Linked DNA regions of Lactuca sativa: region 2 is linked to region 1. The links are chromatin contacts, called in public Hi-C maps. All regions are on one chromosome and are shown on one strand. The core of a region is the stretch at or near the end of the contact, and the rest is flanking DNA. Distances in the headings are between cores, read along the strand shown.

Region 1 (4,853 bases), core at 85-2,584:
CACTTCTGCCCATTTGGGTTTGGAAAGATCAAGGCCATAGATCTTGTATTTAATCTTTCCACTCCTTTTGGGTAAAGAAATCTCCTCAGCATCATCTTCTTTCTCAATATTATCTTCATGAAATTCGGTTGTTTCTGTTTCTGATTCTGATTCTGGTTCTTGTTGCTTAGCTTCTTGTCTTAAAAGCTCCAATGAATCATAAAACTCACTATCTTCCAATTTCTCACGAGCCCATTTGAATCTAAGCTCTCTCAGCAAGTCTCCTCGTATCCCTATTTCACCAGCAAATCTTGCCATATCTTTAACTTCTTCAGACTGAAGAAAACTCTTCATTTTTTCCTTCTTTTTAGCCTTCTTCATATCTTCTACAACAATGTTGCTAACCTCCCACACTGTTTTCCATAAATCCTCACTAAAATCTTGGGACACAGAGGCTGTTTCAGAGCCAAGAAAAGACTCTAGACGACCTGCCTCCATTTCTGATACAACCTTCTCAACAATGATATGAAGCATTGCATCGATTTCTTTCTTATCAGCATCAGTATAAACCTCTGTAAGCTTTCCTCTCATGATCCAAACGAATCTAGATAAGAATTCATTCATTACCACATCATCATCGTCCTCTGAGTCTACAGAAACAGTCTCCACAGCGTTGGTACTGCTCGGAACAGTTTGTTGGCCAGAATGAACAAATCTATAGAATAATGAATGCGCCATCGACGTTTTAGGGTTTCCAATCCGGGAATCGTCTTTATGATATTGTGGAAGGTAAATCAGAGGAGTAATACAACGACTGGTGCAAACCTCTCTGTAATTCAATGATGGAGTTCTTCTGCCGCTAAATCTTGACACCTTGTTAATTGTCAGTCTCGATAAGAAATGCTTCAGATTCATTTTCTAAACCCTTGATCTTTCTTTTAGAACGACAGACAAAGCGAAAAATCAAAATCAAACTGATTTATCCAGAAATTTTCTTAACCAGAAAATTGCACTTTCATCTCTGAACTGTAATAAATCAGATATCCATCAATGCCGCATGTACGATCAGCTAAAAAAACCCTAGTGCATCCAATTTGCAATGACAAAAGCTGCAAAATTATTAGAAAATGTAATCACAAATACGGATCAGTAAAACATACATTTGTAAATGATTCTTACATATAAAAATACAGATCTTCACCTGAAAACAATCAAGCAGTAGCAGAACGCTCCGTTTTCGTCAAGTCCAGATACTACTACTACACCGTGTAGCGAGTGAAGGCTTTTTGCTAGGGTTTTTCTTTCTCGACATCTTATAGAAACTTTACAAATGTTATCCCTACGGTTTACACGAGTGCATAAAACACCCTATACTTTAGTTTTCTAATTTGAACTCGTAAAACCCAAAGGAATTGAGGGCCATTTAATCATTGAATCGTGTAACTTGTCAAAATAATTTGGAGTTATTAATTTAAACTAGATTATGAGAATATATAAAGGTATAAAAAAATTGGCACAATAAAAAAATAAAGTAACAGAAACAGATTTAGTATTATTGGTAACACTGAAATGTCTAGAAAAAAAAAAACAATGAAACATTTGAATATCTATAATCGTTGAATGATCTATTTGTAGATATAACTTTTTGTTTTATTAGTTGGACAACCCTTGTCATATATGAGTATTTTCAATCTTTTTTCACTTGTGACACGGGAAACAAAAAACATATAACTGACAATGAGTGAAGACGAACCTACGCAAGTATAATCCAATATTTGATAATTATTGTCATTGACTTTTGTTAATGGTCATAACAAAATAAACAACTATGGGGACTTGCCTCCGCTAAAAACGGAATGAGATTCTTTTATTAGACGGTGTTAACTTCATGCAAGGTATATAAGTAGTCTCGTTGAAGAATCTAACATATATGATTCAAGCTTCAATGATGTGTTTCCAATCCTAACAATATGTAACCTAGTACCATTGCATAGTCCTTTCGTTTGTTCGATATTACGAAGTAACATGACTGGAACATCTATTTTTAGTGTAAGTTTATGGTTGGAAATTCTAGACGCCTTAAAACCATTCAACACAACTGAAGAGTAGATTGATTCCTCAAAAAAAAAATCCGGTAGCATCGAATCCTAAAATATAGTCATTGGTAGCATCGAATTCTTCATTTGTAGGTACCAAAATAGCTTTATCTTGAAAATATGATGGATCATCAAGATGATTTTCAAATGATGGATAAATGGTGGATACAATTGAATGAATATGGTCACATGTAGAGCGAACAACAACATCTTCTAGAAATTCAACTTCAAGTTCACCATCATTAGGGCCACCAGTATTACCTTCACTAGTTTTAAGAATCCACTCGTCAAATGCTTTTGTCTCATCCAAATCATTAGTTAGACAACCAAACTAAAGCCTCATGTTTACGGTTAAACGTAAAACTGTACATTCACGTCATAATTCAATAGGGGAAGCTAAACAATTTACGATATACCTAAATAATCAAATGCATATCAACTCGATAACATTAATTGAAAATGTTCAAGGTTTAACGTTGGAAGTTTGATGTACAATTTAGGAATTGATTTTAGATTTATTACAGTTCAAAGTTCATTGTCTGTTTTGGATGATTACTCAAATTACATTATTAATCTCAGTGGGGGTCACTAATATGGTTGATGGTCTGATCTTGGTCGATGCGATGTGTTCTTCTCAATCATTAAATCGATGTGGATAGTCCGCAGACCATGTGTTGAGTAACACCTAAGTGAAGCATTTTAACACATTTAGAACAACATAAATCCATTAACTTGCAAAGGATAGTTGGGTAGGGTCAATCAACTATTACAGGAAGACCTTATTACAGTAACTTAAGAACATTAGGTTATGAATATGCAACATTGTTTTGTATATTGATCACATTCTTTCTGGTAAAAAAATCCTTCAAATGTTTTCTGGTAATGATCATTAGAAAGTATAAAACATGTCAAATAACATTTTAGCTTTATTACATCTTGAAGTTATTTCATATGCTATTTTGAGAGCATCTAAATGGTGTGTAAGCTACTAAAACGAATAAAGATTTTGAATAATTGGGTTAGTCAAAACTGAGTTTTTCTTTTTCTTATTCGGGTTGTCATATCATGATTTTATCATTTTCCAAAAAGATTTCTCCACATATGTTCATCAAGGTAGGCATTCAAGGAATCTACCTGCAATTAAAGAATTCCAAAAAAAAGTTATTTTTAAATATACGATGCTATTAATGAATTTTTTTGGCAAAGTTCAACGCTATTAATGAAATTTGCTTCCAGAACATTGTCATACAAATGAACTTCAATGTTGGAAAACATGAAACATTTCAATATCGTCTAAAAATATTCCAAAATAATTTTTTTTAAAGTACAATGCCGTTAATAATTTTTTTTTTTTTTTTTTTTTTTGCAAATTTCAATACTAAAAAAAATTCCCTAGAAAATTATCATATTAATGACAAAGTAATTAACATTTAAATTTATATATTATATAAATGGTTCACTTGTGAACAAAAATACATAAATTGTCCATATTTGAAATGTTTTTTTTTTTTTTACATAAATGGTCTATATGCGAAAGAAAATAAAAATGTACCTTCCACTAACAAAATGTTTTCAGAAAAATCTTATTAATGAGCTCTAATGTACATAAAAATAAAACTTTTCTAGATTAGCCAAAAAGAATACGAAAAAGTCATTTTTTGAAACTACGATGCTATTAATGAACTTTTTTGCAAAGTTTAATGCTATTAATGAATATTTTGTTTTCCAGAAGACAATCCTTTAAATGATCTTCAGTATACAAAAATGTAATTTTCCATATCAACTAAAAATAATTCAAAAAAAGTCATTTTTTAAGAGTACAATGCTATATATGAACTTTTTTTTCAAAGTTCAATACTAAAAGCAATTTTTTCCAGAAAAGGTCCTAATATAAGGTTAAAAGAGCATATTGTAAAATACTTATCGATATATATGAGCAAAAATTAAACATTCCCATCATTACCCAAAAAGGCATATAAATCATGCCTCATTCTGTAATTAATTCTAACGCCGCACAATGTGGAATCCTCTTAGTGGCAGCATTCCAGAACTCAAACCACAATGGATAATCAATATGAAGAGAAGTTTAAATAAAAAATAATAATTGTCACCATCTTATACAAATATTATAGATTATTGGGGTGTTAGATAGCGTAATAACTTGCCAACAAAAAAATATCAACACCTTGTAGACATCACTTGTACAACATTTAATAGTATACAAAAAACATTATATAAAATAAACTATGGTTATGATATCTCTTCTAGGGTACATATGATTATTGAAACTAATGCCAACCAAAATATTCAATATTTAAGTGATTCTAAATACAACTACCATCCAGTGTTAGGGCCCTTGACTTCACCCCACTCCCAAGCAGAAACGGTCCCTCAAATATTTTAAAAAACCTGAAAGATTAAAATATACACACAAAAAGATGAAAATGGTAAAATGAACTTTCAAATATAACAACAATATTTTATAGAAAATACTACAAACAAGCTAGAAACATGTAAATAGAGACGAAAGAACATCATAATTAGATTAACATTATACACTCATTTAGTCTTATCTTTCTTCTTTCCTTATAGGAGTTCATAAAACATTTTCTATTGTATGATGGATTTCTGAATTACTTTTTTTGTAACATCCTGAAATTCAGGTATATCTATTTAACCCTTCCTTCTTTCTAAGTTGTCTAGGTTAGCCCTTAAAAAGAAGATTATGACAAATGAGTACGTTAGGCGTACTGAAGAGTACGCTGCGCATACTCATGG
Region 2 (5,451 bases), core at 531-3,030, 210 kb after region 1:
TTTCCAGATTCCCCATTGTCTACGGTTTTTTAAATAACAAACAGTCTGTAAGAGAAAACATCTACATGTTCTGTATACTATCTACAGTTTTTTAAATAATCTACATGTTCTCTGTACCGTCTATAGTTTTTTAAATAACAAACAGTCTGCAAAAGAAAACGTCTACACGTTGTGTTGTATGGGTTTCACAAAAAAAATCATGAAAATATTCTTAAAAAAATAAAAACAAACATCTAAATGACACTAGTGTGATTTAAACCTTCCCTGTTAATTGTACCATTTCCAATCATTAACCTTTAGAACATATGAAATATGAAACTAAATAACTTTAGATTTAAGTAAATATTAAACTTGGTTTTTAAACTAATGTTCTAAATTTAATCATTTTTAACTGCTTTGATCACGAGATTATATTCATCATCTTTTAAGGATATGGTGTGAGTGCGATAAACTCATACTGCCATGTAGACTGCTAACACCGTGTCGGGTCTACATTTTCCAATGCGGTAGTGCGGAGCTCGACTAGAAGCTACCGTACCTCTCTCTCTCTCACCGTTTCTGGTATGTGTCAAACATGGTAAATTGATGTGGAGATGGATAGTCTTTGCCATGATAAAACCATGAAATTACAGCCTTTAGGTCTAATACACAATTTTAAAAAATATGTATATATATATATATTCTTTTTTTGGACCCGGGGAGGGGAGGGGGGTGGTTGGTTCGGGTTAAAAAAACCGCTTGCAAAAATGTACTATGAAATGGCGCCGATTACGTTCATGCAAGTTATTTCCCAAAATCCCTTGAAAATAAGTTAAATAACATAAAAGATTTTCAAGAAATAATAATATTTCCCTTCGATTTTCTTACACGGTGGATGATAATTATGTTCTGAAAAACAAAAGAATCCAATTAAAAACAAATATATATAGTTAACAAATCTTAAAAAGATAAAACCAAAAAAATAACAAAACTGTCAACATGGTCCTGTAGACAACAGATAAAGTTTATACACCTTTAATGTCGATTGATAGCATATATCATATATATTCGGTAGAATCCAAACAAAAGATTTAATATTACTTAAACTCAAATGATCAGGTAACCTGATCAGACCTTTGGGTTAACAGTAACAGCCACCACTACATACCCTAAACAAACAAGTTCATTAATTAATTAGCTTTAAATATGGATCAAACACTAAACCCTAGCTGCTGATGAGAGAGAAGAAGAAAGAGAGAGAAAGAAAGAAAGGGAGATGGCTTGTAAACCTGGGTCATGGTTTCCCAGTTGTCAGTTGTTCTGCATGCAGTACAATGGCCACACACACATACAGCAGTAACACAGTAGCAGCTAGCAGGATTTAATAACCAAGTACCAATGCACAGACATGGAGGAAGGTGAAATGTGCAGACTCATAGAGAGAGAGAGGGTGTGTGTTTTATGGGGGTGTGATTAGTGTGTGAGAGAGAGGGAGAGGGAGAGAGAGAGAGTAAAAAAGAGGGCATCGATTACATCACACACACGCAAAAGAAAAAAGAAAGAAAGAAAGAAAGTAAGAAAGAAAGAAGGTAAAAGACATATTAGGTTTGGGGGGAAAGCATGGGAAGGTGGCAGAGATTTTGCAGAAGCCACACTACACACCACAGTTTTTGTGTGATTGAGAAAGAGAAAGAGAAAGAAAGTAAATAGTGGTCTCTTCTGCAAAATTTCAGACACCAGTGGACCAATCCTTCATTAACTTCTTTCTCAATTATCAATCATGCATCTTGGTTTTGGCTCCCCATTAATGCATGCTCATGCTCATACTCATACTCATACATCTAACTCATTTTATTAATATTTTATAACATATATATATATATATCATTTACTATATATATTTTAAGAGTTGATACATATATATACATTAATCCACATGGTCTAGACCTTTACATACATACGTACATATATGGTCTACTTGAGTCATACTCTTGTCATAGATATACACATTAGCTACTCATTTATTTTCACCTTTTGCAACCTAATCAATATACACACATGGTTTACATAATTTGTATGCACATACTGCAGTCTTCTTCTCTACCTCATCTAAATGGGATTTTCGGAGTCTTCAATTCCAAATGGGATCTTCGGGACTTCTTGTTGTATACAATCTTCGGTATTTGTTATCTAATCTGATTTAGGGGTGTCGATCGGATAAAATTTTCAGGTTTCGCGTAAAACGGGTATTTCCTTAAAAAAATAATACCCGATACCCGACCTATATTGTAATTCGGGCTTTTGGGTTTCGGGTATTCGGGTTTTAGGCCGGTTCGGATAATTATCGGATATACCTGAAAATGTTTCTTTTTTCTTTTTTCTTTTTTATTTTATTTTTGCATTTAGGTTGGTTTAATAAAAAATTGGGTAGCAAAATATTCCATTTCAAGTTAAAGAAGACAAAAGTATGTGAGTATTTTGAGGAGCATACACATATCATTCTAGTCTATTGAATCTCGAGAAAATTAACCCCATTTTTAACACATATATTTTGAATCCAACTAATTTTGGATTATATTGTAATCTCAACTACAACAATTTATCATGTTTATTATTAGATTAAATAACTCTTATTGGGTTATATTGAATTCAAAACCAGAATCTGCTGCACCACTTCATTGTTACTGTTGTATAATGTATGTTCATGATACATGGCTAGTGAGAATATGCATCATGAGAATTTTCAGCCTATAACGAAGATGGAGGCTAAGAATTGCGTCTTTGAGGATCGAAATTCGGATTAAGAAATATGGAGCGTGCCTGTGTTTGTTTGTGTCGATCAAGAAGAAGTGAAGGGTTTTAATTTTTTTTCAAGCATGCTTCTGCCTCATGTTACCAATAGTCCAATACCCTATATAATACATAGGATATGGGATATATTAATATTTAAATATACTATGTATTATTTTAAAAAACGAATTCGGGTATTCGGGTATACCCGAAAATTAATGTTCATACCTAAAACCCGACTTATACTATTATCTGGTTAACCTATTACCCGAATGTTCATACCCGTTATCTGTTCTATCCGACCCATTTTATCCAAATTTGAAACGGGTCGGGTGCGTAGAACGAGTTTCGGTTGTTTTCGACACGCCTAGTTTGATCTATATATGTAGATGTGTACTTAATCACTTGATTCAAATACGATTGACACAAAATTTCAAATGTAATACCATGTCATATAAGATGTCATTAATGGATCAAATCTTTTTTATAATCATAATCTATTACGTTTAAAATGAACATATTCGTTTAGACCCCATCGATGTAAGAAACTGGACTAGGAACATATATACCTCTTATTATAAAAACATGATGAATAAGGAAAATTAACGATATTCATTAGCATCGATCTGGCCCATATCATTAGCATCTGACCCATATTTGTCGATTTAAAAGATGATAAAGGATACAATGATTTTATATATATGTATGTTATATATGCATTTAATTAGAAGATAATAATTAACGTTATCCGATGAATATATGTGTATGATAGATACATACACATTAGTCATATCTCGCCAGCTACTCACTGCACAACACACATATTGGCCTACACTAACCCATTTTCGCCACCTAATTGATATACGTACATTGTCTTCTAAAGTTCAATACACACATGGTCTACAACAATGGCATTTTGTCATCTAACCAGTAACATATATGATTTATGCATGTCTTCATAGATATATGTATACTGTTATGATCTTTTTACACATGGTCCAACAACAACGATCTTACCTTAGCTGACGCATATATATTAACCATTTATGATTTTCACTCAATATAAATATACATATAAATAAATAAATATGGGTGAGAAGTGAGAACCATTAATCTTGGATGCCTTCACCTTCACCAATTATCAGTTGACATTTAGCATGGAAAAATTTAACAAAAAGAAATAAAAAATTCTAAGTGTGATATTAAGTAACATCAGACATGAAATTTATCTTTATAGTTTTTATAAATTGGTGATAAATTACAATGATTGAATTTTATTTTATGTTAGATTTGATATATATAATGGAAGATCATAAAAGTTGATGATGGGTCACCTCAAACTGTAAAAAAGAATCAAAACAAGGGGTGGTGTGAGAACTTTAAGCCTTAAAAATAAAAAGTAAAAAATAAAATAAAAAATAATTAGAAGTGTCAAAAGTAAAAAGAAAATAAGTGAGGGGGGAAAAGAGGCAATAATGAAGGAAGGGAAATGAAGGAAGGAAAGAAGCGAAGGAAGGTTTTTGTGGGATGGGACCAAGTTTGCAGGGCGTGGGTGAGAACCCTCAACGTGACTTTGTCGGTTTTTTTTGTCCATTTTCCTTTTTTTTTTTCACCATTTCTCTTTAAATTTTATTCTTTAAATAAAAATTAAAAACCATCCGTCGGCTAAATCTAACTCACTTCTCATCATATTATCTTTATCTATATATTTATTAAACTTACAATATATATTTAACCTAACGATATATATTTTATTAATATAAAACTATGATACAAGGTAACCATCTTAAACTAGAAATGGTCTCTAAGGAAGCACTACAAGAAAGACGATGCCACTAAAAGGTAGGATTGTCGCTGCTAAAGCGGTAACTTGTCGTTGCTGTTACTTCGCTGTAAATGTTTCATATGTCGCCGTCAATGCTCTCGGTCATTGTTAATACTTACAGTCGCTGCAAATGCTGTGTCGCCACTAATACTTACAAGTCGCCCTAAATCTGTTGCCGCTAGGAGTGTTGATCGGGTATTTTTTCGGGTTTCAGGTAATTCGGGTTTTTCATGTTAAAAAAAAGACTTGTTACCCGACCCAAATTAAATTCGGGTAATTCGGGTTTGGGTAATTCGAGTATCGGGTCGGGTTAAGGTAATTCGGGTATTATCTAAAATATATAATTTTTTTTGAATTTCACCTGAAAATAAATTTAATGAAATAAATACGTCGTGCTTTATTAGTCTTGTTTATATAAACAAACGAGACATAAACGAAGTTACTCAAGCTTTGAACATTGAGATTTTTTAGTCAATAATACCTGAGATATCAAGTAATTTTTTAACAACTTAATCTAATCTAATAAGATGTTAAAAAAAACAAATACTTAAAGATCTTAATTTAAAAGTTTAAAATGTTTAAGATAATTGTAGCCATAAGTTTTGTCATGTTCTGAAGTTTCGTCCAAATAATAAGTTTGTTAGTTGCAATAAAAACTATAATCTAGAAAATAATTAAGTTTTAAAGAACATGATGATATATAAACAATTATTTTTAATATTGCTAGTGTCATATTGTCATAATAAAAGAGATTCATTTTTTACAATAATAATAGTTAGTTTAAGCGTCATCAAATACCTGCTATAGAGTACAAGCTCTACGAAAAAAAAAATTAAAATAATTTGGGTAATTCGGGT

The links. A called contact is a pair of places that touch in the nucleus more often than the background predicts.
Region 2: a Hi-C map of seed shows a contact between it and region 1, with 4 times the contacts expected there. The contact joins the promoter of LOC111881985 here to the promoter of LOC111881992 in region 1. A contact is called at or near these places in 2 of 4 Hi-C or Micro-C datasets (leaf and seed).

What each region holds. Positions count from the first base shown.
Region 1 is chr5:64,459,482-64,464,334 of Lsat_Salinas_v11, forward strand. It overlaps LOC111881992 (protein NUCLEAR FUSION DEFECTIVE 5, mitochondrial), which reads right to left and starts at 1,335. Exons shown (of 3, transcript XM_023878361.2): 1 at 1,181-1,335; 2 at 1-1,088. The coding sequence starts at 894.
Region 2 is chr5:64,667,653-64,673,103 of Lsat_Salinas_v11, forward strand. LOC111881985 (cell division control protein 2 homolog D) reads right to left here and starts at 1,781. Exons shown (of 7, transcript XR_008224263.1): 1 at 1,269-1,781; 2 at 1-888.